2 separate regions of the Rattus norvegicus genome follow, and region 2 is linked to region 1. A link is a contact called in public Hi-C data. All regions are on one chromosome and are shown on one strand. Each heading gives the region's core, a stretch centred on a gene start, on an enhancer-like site or on the middle of the called end of the contact. The rest is flanking DNA. Distances are from core to core; before and after follow the strand shown.

Evidence for each region. Hi-C and Micro-C count contacts between places; a contact is called where the count stands out from the background.
Region 2: a contact with region 1 is called in a Hi-C map of Schwann cells, with 5 times the contacts expected there. The contact joins two enhancer-like sites. A contact is called at or near these places in 2 of 12 Hi-C or Micro-C datasets (the A7r5 cell line and Schwann cells).

What each region holds. Positions count from the first base shown.
Region 1 is chr13:67,760,667-67,765,577 of GRCr8, forward strand. The region is part of intron 1 of Nmnat2 (nicotinamide nucleotide adenylyltransferase 2); the gene reads left to right. Among named protein-coding and RNA genes, the nearest start is that of Nmnat2, 110 kb to the left of the region's middle. Within about 2 kb of position 2,960, at least 30 of the 93 cell types and tissues checked have an H3K27ac peak or open chromatin away from gene starts, as enhancers often do. A contact at or near this core is called in Schwann cells, where this site is marked.
Region 2 is chr13:68,107,688-68,112,541 of GRCr8, forward strand. No RefSeq gene overlaps it. Among named protein-coding and RNA genes, the nearest start is that of Shcbp1l, 9.2 kb to the right of the region's middle. Within about 2 kb of position 1,609, at least 21 of the 93 cell types and tissues checked have an H3K27ac peak or open chromatin away from gene starts, as enhancers often do. A contact at or near this core is called in Schwann cells, where this site is marked.

The DNA of each region.
Region 1 (4,911 bases), core at 1,710-4,209:
CTTCGAGGTCAGGGAAGACGGCATGGCGAGTGCATTTCGGATGGCTAGTGGGTATCACCACGGTGGGGAAGTACAGTTCAAGCAGAAGAAATTAACGAATAAAGGCACATGTCGAGGTCACGACAGGGTCAGAGGTGAGAGGAGAGAGCTGAAGGGCTCAAATGTGCAGAACCCTCCAAATAACGGATACTTGGAGCTTGGTCAGTAATTGTGGCATGGCAGGTTTGCAGGCGCATAAGAGGGTGGCTGGCTAGCTTGGAACTAGGCAGAAGGCTCCTCGTGGGAGACCGTCTACTTCTTCCAGATGTGACTACTATTAGCTGAGCTTCACAAACGTGTGCATGGAGCTGTTACACATCAAACCCACACCCCCCCACACCCCCCACACCCCACCCCCCCACCCCCGCACTCCCCCACCCCCGCACCCCCGCTCCCACAGCTGCACACTTAGCAGGTCCCTGGAGACAAAAACCCCCACCAGAGCTGGGGCTCTTGACATCAGAGTTCCTGCTTCCGGTCCTTTATGCCAGCCTTCCCCTTAGGGGCCCCCGTAGTAATAACCAGTGATTAATTATTACCCGCCATTGATGTCAGATTCAAAGACATCCATTTGTCAAGAAAGAAATGTTCAAAGGAGGAAATATCTAAACATTCCTGTGCCAGGAATACTGACAAGTTGCTATTAAACATGTTTTCTTGTTCCTTACAAATCAAACACCCACTTAGGCCTGGGAAGAGAGTTTAACTGGTTGGACCAAAATGCTGGAAGGCAAAGTCTCTCTTCTCTTTAAAGGGTGTGTGGGGGTAATGACTCTGATTCCAGCTTGGAAGTGTGGGCTGTCAGGCACTCGGGGCTCTCTGTGGCTTCGTGCTTCAAAGCATTGTGCTCTACTGTCTTCACACTTTACACTCATCCCTCCCTACTCCACGTGTTCAGAACTTCCCAGAAGACAAGATGCCTGTGTGCTAGGGGAGCAGGAGGCAGTGGACGCTGCCTGTGGGAAGAAGTTAGGGAGATTGTATTCAGTGTCAAATCTGACACTGAAAACAGACCTGGCCTCATCGGAAAGAATACTGGTTGGAGGAATGTCGAAAATTAATATGAAAAGGAAACCAGATGTGGTTGCACACACCTATAATCCCAGCACCCAGAAAGTGAAAACCAAGTACCAGGAGTTCAAGATCATCTGCAGGCTTGAGGCCAGCCTGTGCTAAAGAGACTGTGCCCCCACACCCTCCCCAAAGTTGGTACGGAGCACTCTGTCATACACAGCTTGGCTCCTTTTGTCCCCATAATGACCCTTGAGAAATCCTCTGCTGGCATCATCTGCACGAGGTGCCTGGAGTCACATTGCCAGAAGGCAAGAGAGTCAAGATTTGAACCCAGTTATACTGGGAGAGCCTTGGCAGAACCTCGTTCTGCTGACCCAGATTTTAAGCCACTTGTAAATGTTGGCCCTGGCTTTAGGGAGAAACGGGGATTAGATAAACTGTTAGAAATATGTCTCTTACCTCAGGAAATGTACATTTTAATATTAAGAGAGAGAGAGAAAGAGAGAGAGGGAGAGAATATCTCACTACCAAATAGTATAACATGAAGATGTGGGAGCAAAGTCAGTGAAATCAATGTGGTAAGAGGTCGGCAAGTGGGCAGCACTGGGCTGACCATCTTGGATAGCTCCAGGGGGCAAGGGGCCTTGCAGCCAAGCCTGGTGCCCTGAGTTCTGTCCCTAAGACACACAAGGAGAAAGAATTCCCACAAGGCAGACCTCTGTCCTCTGACCTCTATTGCAGTGATGTGCATGAGTGCATGCATGCTTGTGCCTTCATGTTTGCATGCAGACAAACAAACTAACTAAATAAATAAATAAATAAGACGTAGTCGGGGAGGGGTGGGACAGACTAAGAGAACTCTCTATGCTTTCTGTAACTCAATTGTAAGTGAAAAAAATTAATTTTATACTTTCATTACATATATATTGTGTGTGTGCATGAACACACGGTGTACATGTGTGTAGAACTTGTGAGAGTCAGTTTTCCCCTCCCACCCTGTGGCTCTCAGGGATCCAATTCAGGTTACAGGGTCAACAGCAAGTGCATTGATCTGTAGGGCCGCCTCCCTTGCCCAAGTCTGAAAAGAATAAAATAAAAGAAGCTACTGGTTTCTCTCCCTTTGCATCCTCCCAATCTTGAGAGTTCATTCTCATTTTTTCCTTAATAAGTCTGTTTTCGAGCTAAAAACAAACAAACAAAAAAAGAAAAGAAAAAAAAAAACCCAAGCCTATATAACTGATATGCTTAGAAAAAAAATTTTTTTTTGCTTTTTCTATTTCATGGTGTTTATAAACTTCTAAATTAATCATGGCTAAATTTGACAGACAGTGAGGAGAGATGTGTGTATGCATGAGGAGGGGACCTTAGATGAGGGTCATTTCTCAGGCACTGGGAACAAAACTAGATTTCACGGCTGTCAGTCATCTGGGCTCTAAAGCAGATCCCACTGAGAAGGAAGAGGAGGTCTTGCCTAATGCTGGGCTGGGGACAATCCTCTTTGTCCACCCCCCGCCGAGAAGTACAAAGAGGTCCTTGCTGTTTGAACTTCCAGGAGAAAAAATAAAACCCTTACCAGCATTAGGGCAGGGAGCCAGAGCAGTAAGTTTTCGCCTGGTTGTTTTGTAACATTCTGGATCTAGAAAATACAAGACTGCTTAAAAATCCTTTCGCTGCTGGTGGTCATAATTATCCCCTTACAGCTCTTCATAAAGAACCAATTAATTAATTAGGGCTTGTGTGGAGAAAGGGTCTCTCCTGGTCCTCAGTCAGGGATACCCGCAATGGCCTAGGCAGCTCATTCTCTCGTACTGTGGTCTCTCGTCTCTGTGGCTGCTGGCCACAGAAACCATTCCTCCGTTAGAGCAGGAGGATTTCTGAAGCATTGGGGGCGGGCGGAAGACTAGCCTCTGCCTTGTTAGACAGTGAAGAAGCCGGAGGAGGTGGGGAGCGGGTGCCTGGGAGCTTGTCCCCGGCTTACAGTCCTTCCTGCGGAGCTGGGAGACTGCCCAGGGACCTTAGCCCTGAGCCGCTACAGTCTCCCTGTGAAGGAAACACCTTTACCAGGAGGGGCATTTGTCATGCTGGTTCCTGGCTTGGTCACTTTTTCCAATAGCGTTCTTTGTGCTAAAACCAGGGCAGTGTGAAATACTGGCCCCGTGATTCCCGTCCTCTGCGGCCATACTTCTTCCACCTGAAATAACACTATTACCGCCGAACCTTTGCCTCGTGCGTCCAGCCCAGGCTTCATCAACCTTGGATCCATCAAGGAACAGAATTATACCAATTTAAAAATCTTTTTTTTCCTGAAATACCATCACTATGTTATTTATCATGTGCCTGGGGATAGGGGGAACGTGCACATGCTACGGCAGCTTGTGGAGGTGAGAGGACAGTTTGCCTTGTGGGGGTCAGTTCTTTCCTTCCACCACGTGGGTCCTGGGGATGCAACTTGGATGCTTAAGCTCGACTGCAAGAGCTTTTACCAACTGAGTCATCTTGCTAGCCCCAATTTGCAGATGTTAATTGGCCTTATTTTCAGTTCCAGAACCCAGTAGCATTCTGACTCAGAAAATAAAAGAAGTATTATAACGAGCTAAGTAGATGAGGTTGGATTATAGACAGAAAAACAGAAAAACACTAAATGAAGGTAAAATAAGAAGAAAAAGGGAGGGGAAGGGGAAGAGAGAGGGGGAGGGGGAGGAAGAGAAAGAGAGAGGGAGGGAGAAGGAGGGAGGAGGAGGAGGAGGGGAGAGAGAGAGAGAGAGAGAGAGAGAGAGAGAGAGAGAGAGAGAGAGAGAGAGAGAGGTGGGTTGTTTCAATGTGGCACAGAGACAGGGAGATTGAGAAAGAGTCAAAACTGGCAGGCAACGGCTACTTCCTTTTCTGTGAGGGGAGTGTGCCTCAAACTTACTGCTTGGGGACGCACTTGATCCCCTGTCTCTCCTTTCTCAGGCCATATAAACAACCTGCTTGCAACATGGAGGACATGGAAACTTGGAATTTTGCTGTGAGTAACTTAAAGTCTAGTCAGTGGGGCTCAGCACAGGAGTCTTGTCCAAATCAGTGACATTATGGACATACTGGGACTTTTAGGGGGGACGAGGGTCATCAGAACTGAACCCAGAGCCTTATGCATGCTATTGCCAGCCCCTTCTTTTACTCAAAAAGGTAAACTTTGAAAAGGGTGTCCATGAGTGGTTCAGGTTGTCCTTGAACATGAGGTCTTCCCAGCCGAGCCTCCAGAGTAGCTGGGATTACAGGCCTCTGATGCCAGGCTCCCCTTGGAACAGGTAATTCTTTACTCTGGGTGCTGTCCAGTTTATTACGGGATGTTCAGCAGCATCCCTGGCCTGCACCTGGTAGGTGTCAGGACCTACCCATATTGCCACAACCCAGAACATCTGTGGGTGTTGCCAGATGTGCTCCCAACCTCAGCCAACCCAGGCTAAGGACGTTGAGTGTGAAACCTCTTAGGGACAATCTTCCCAGTCTTCTTAGGAAAAATACTGGAGGTCGGAGGAGACCAGAGAAGACTGAACGCACCTGATTTGAACTGGCCTAACGCAGGGAGAAGTAGTTAAGGTTTCATGTCTGAGGCATTCTGAAGACACAGTTTGCTAGATGACAGTTCAACGTTCAGAGTGTTGGGACTAGAGGGACATCACACTGGCTCCTCGAGAGCTTTTATTTCTGTCCTGTTTGTTAGCTTTCTTTACTTTTCTTTATTTTCCCTTTCCTTCTTTCCTTCTTTCCTTCTTTCCTTCTTTCCTTCTTTCCTTCTTTCCATCTTTCTTTCTTTCTTTCTTTCTTTCTTTCTTTCTTTCTTTCTTTCTTTCTTTCTTTCTTTCTGAGATAGAG
Region 2 (4,854 bases), core at 359-2,858, 350 kb after region 1:
TTCCTGGTTGAATATGAGAAAGACAAATACATTTCTCATAGCTAGTATAGCTAACAGTGGGCTGTGTTCACATAGTCAACCTTGAGTCTGTACTGACAAGCATCCTGATGTTCTCTGGTTCCCGGTCAAAAGGCATTTGTCTCATCGTGTCCTCTTGGGCAGCCTCTTCCCTGGGAATTCCAGGCTTAGGGTTCTGCATCAGGAACAGAGCAGACTTATCTAAGGCTTTCCCTCCGGGAAACACTTCACTTCCTCCAGTGCAATGACTCTCTTCCCTTTCCACACAATTCAATAGGCTTCAACACTGAGACAAAGTGCTACAATTTGATCCCCCCTCCCCTGTGCTGTGTGAATGAACCTGGGGCTTTCAACAAGGTAGGCAGGTTCTGTAACCTGATTTATAACCCTTTTTACTTTTTCATTTTTAAAAAATATTTATTTATCACATATACAGCGTTCTGCCTGCCAATGCTTTTTATTTAAAGATTTAAAAAAATAAATTTATGTATGTGTGTTGCTGTGTGTGTTTGTGTTTGTGTGTATCTGAGTGTAGGTTTGTCCGTGTCAGTGCAGACTCAGAGACCGGAAGAGGGCAGATCCTCTGGATCTGGAGTTACAGACACTTGGGTGCTAGTGGCCCCACGTGGGTGCTGGGTATTGAACAGGGATCTTCTATGGTCAGAAAATGCTCTTATCACTAAGCCTGTCTCCCGCTGCTCCAAAACGTCTTTAAATGCCATAATTACACATCGTAGAGTGATGAACATTCATTTTCTGATATTTTTACCAGGGTAAGAAGATGAAACAAGAGTACGATCCCCGGGGGACAGGCATGGCAGCACGCACCCCAGATCCCAGCCCTCGGAGGACCGTGAGGCAGGAGGATTTTGGCTTTGAGGAAAACCGGATAATCTAGCAAGACCGTGTTTCAAAATGAAAAACAAAACAAAAACGAGCTGAACAAAAGTTTTACTCTAGAGCAGTTCCGCAATATAGAATTATAGATGGTGAAATACGAAGTTCCTTTCCACAGCCGTGCTCTCTGTGATACAACCGCTCCTCTGCAGAGGCTAGAGCCGAATAACGTCTAACGTTTTCCTATCCTTTTCTTATGTTTGCCTATGTGTTCAAATATTTAGTGCGCGTGCTTGAGTGTCTGGGTGCGTGCGTGCGAGTGTGTTGACGTCAGTTGCTCCTTCGATGGCTTCTCCCACTTTTCTGAGTGTTTTCCCAGTTATTAGGAATTTCTGCTCTTTTCCATGCGAGACTTATTACCTGGCGACCTTAGAGACCCTTTCCATCAAGACAGAAATACGAGCAACCTGCAGACAATGAAGACCCGCGTGGGCCCGCTAGCTTTTCTCTGGGGTAGCTGTAGTCAGAGATTTAGTTTATGTCCTTTCTTGCCTCTAGTGTCATGTGCCCTCAAACAGTACGGCGAGCCCTTTATGTAGTTTATATAGAATGAGATTTAAAACCTGTATTTGTCTCGGAAAGAACTGAAAGAGGAAGCTAAACAAGTATGGAGGGGTCAGCACACGCCGTCGAAGGCTGAAGCCTCAGCAAAACAGCCAGCCCGAGGTTAAAGTGCTGGCGCTTAGAAGTCTGAGCTTGCACCGCCTTCTGAGTCAGAGGAGCAGGAATGCTTCAGGCTGCGCCCAGCCCTTTGGGATTGGAGCTTGCACCAGCCCCCAAAGCTCTCCAGTGCCGCCCAGTGGTTAGATGAAGGAGCTACACGTAGCATCCCACAGTCCAGGAACATCTGTTTATAGAGTTTGGGCAGAGTTAAGGGCAAGAAAGAAACTTGATGTGCCGGTACGGGGAAAAGTAGACTATTTAGGAATCCTTTGCTAATTGGAAAGGTTTTTGAAAGTTTGTATTCGAAAAAAAAAAAACAAAAAATAAATCCCAACACGTTTCCCAATATTCTGTCATGTAACATCTCCAAAACAATAAAAAGCAAGTTTCCACCAAACAAAACTTCAAAATACCTGAATCTCTAGGTGCACTTGTTATGTCTTCTGAAAAATATAAGCCTTATGCAACTTTATCATGGGCTTGGTGAGTCGCTCGATTGGTGGAGGCTCCATGCCCCGCACCAAATAAAATGTCCCGGAGATCATTTTATCTCAGCACCCCGGAGGTGGAGATTCAGAAATGCAAAGTCATTCTCAGCTACATAAGGAGTTGGGGATAGCCTGGGTTACCTGAGATCCTGGTGCAAAAAAAAGCTTTATCATATAGCGGAGGTTAAAATAAATATATTAATATATTTGGTATATTAATAACTTAATTTAATGTAAATAATATATTAAAAATAATATATTAATGTTAAAGCCCCTAAACTTTATGTTCCTTATGTCCTCGTGGTTTTTTGTGCCTACAGATGACTTGCTGATGGAAAATAATCCCCTCATATTTGCGGTAACCAAAGCCCAAGATTTTCCTGTTGTCATTCTCTGAATCTTTATGAAAATGTCTTCTTAGGGATGAGTCTTCCCCCCAGATATCTGCCATCCAGCTTTCCCCACCATCCTCCAGGATTTGCCATTCTCCACAGTGCTTACCATGCTTCACTCTGTAGGTTTTACCACTAAGAACGTTGAGCAGCTGGGCATGGTGGTGCACCCCTTGAATCCCAGCACTCGGGAGGTAGAGGGAGGCAGATCTCTGTGAGCTTGAGGCCAGCCTGGTCTACAAAGTGAGTCCAAGGCAGCCAGGGCTCCTGTTACACAGAGAAACCCCGTCTTGAAAAACAAACCAAAACAAGAAGTTACAGAGCCTGTCAAATGGCTTTCTGAATAACCACATTTGTGTTCAAGGACCAGCACTGGCGTCAGCTTTGGTCAGAGAACCTTCTGACCGTGCAGTCTGTGGTGACTGCAAAGACTTGGTGTAAGAATAAATGTCTGGCCCAGGGGTAGTGGCACATGCACATCTTTAATCCCAATTACTCGGAAGAGTCCCAGGCCAGTCTGGTCTACAGAGCAAGTTCCAGGACAGTGAGAGCTACATGGGGAAACTTTGTCTGGGGAGAGGATAAGAGTAAATAAATGACCATTAAAGGCCCAGTCATAGGTGGGACATACATACCACCTTCCCAAGGTGCAGGAAACATCATGAAATGGGGGAAGAGTGAATGTAAGAGCTGGAGGAAGCCTGGGAGTGGCTTCCTGCCTGACAAGGCTGTCACAACCTTGAATGCAGAGTAGAGAGAGGACCTGCACACAATAGAGACCATCATCACCATGTCACGAGGGGGGGGGGCTTACGGGGACACACCCCTCCATAAGCATTTAATGTTTGACGGGAGATGTTTTGTTCAGTGGTGCAGACACTGGCAACAAACTTTCATTCTCCCCCTGGAAGCACTTCTAATCAAACACTCCTTCACGGCTTCTGCTTCAGTTCCTGCCTCCAGGTTCCTGTCTTGAGTTCCTGTCCCGATTTCACTCAGCGACCTGAGAATTCTAAACTGAAATAAACCCTTTTCTCCACAGTTGCTTTTGGTCATGGTGTTTTATCACAGCAATATAAATCCTAAGATACTAATAATGTTACCATAACATATTTATAACATATTTATGTATCTTCTTTTTATTATTATTGGGGTGTGTGTGTGTGTGTGTTGCATATAATACAGTGCCTTTTATGTGGAATTCAGGGATAGAACTCTGTGGGATGATGTCATTACCCAGGTGAAGGCAGGTACAAGATAGAACGAGGCCTATCATTGGACAAGAAGGGAGGATGGGCGGGAGAAAAGTTTTAGAGGGAGGAGGAGACTGGATCGAGAGGAGACAAGAAGGGAGAGCAGTCGAGAGAACATGGAGGCGGATGTTAAGATTCCTCTCTGCGGGGTTGGGGATTTAGCTCAGTGGTAGAGCGCTTGCCTAGCAAACGCAAGGCCCTGGGTTCGGTCCCCAGCTCCGAAAAAAAAAAAAAAAGATTCCTCTCTGCACATTTACAGGTTGTTATGAATATTCTTAAGGGATGGATGTGTACAGGGCTTTTATGTCTAGGTGGGCAATTTTATCATCAATTGGACCAGAGGTTACTGTGTTGTGTGTTCTTTCATGTGGTGATTTAAGTTTATGGCAATTTAAGTTTAAGAGAGTATGTGGCAGCTGGAGACACTAAGTCACCACAGAATTGGGATGTATATTTCCGGCATGGTGACAACCTGCCTTGGGAACTAGATGGGTAGAGAGATTGTTGCCAGGCTCAGAGAGAAGCCATCGGCAGTATGATATGGGATGGAGCAGAGCAGGTGAGACACTTTGCTGACTGAGATGAAGATATCTACCAGATATGTTGGGGCACCGCGGTGCGGGATCCAGTGCAGGATAAAAGACAGTATATATATATATAATTTTACAGATTTGCTTAACAAGCGCCTTTACCCGCTGAGCCATAGCTCTGTCTGTCATGCATAGGCTTATAGGTGATATATATTCCCATTTGCTTGGTAATTTTTTTAAAATAATATGTTTAGTGCCTCTGTCAACAAAAGACACTTGCGTGCCTTGATAACTTGTCATCAGTGGCTTGCCCATGGAGTGGGTACTCAACCTTTATCTGTAAAGCACCCTAACTGCCTCCCTTCCCCATAGAGCAATCCCTCTGGGGATGGGATCCCTCGGTACCCATTCATCCTGGCCCCACCATCTCACCTAAAGCCATGTTAAAAGTCACAACTAGGGCCAGGCACGGTAGTGCTCACCTTTGATCCCAGCACTTGGAAGACAAGAGGCAGGTCTAATGTGCATAGCGCATGTTCCAGGCCAGCTGCACTACATAGCAACACCCTATCTGGGAGCCCAAGGGTCATCACTAGGATGACAGGAGAGCAAA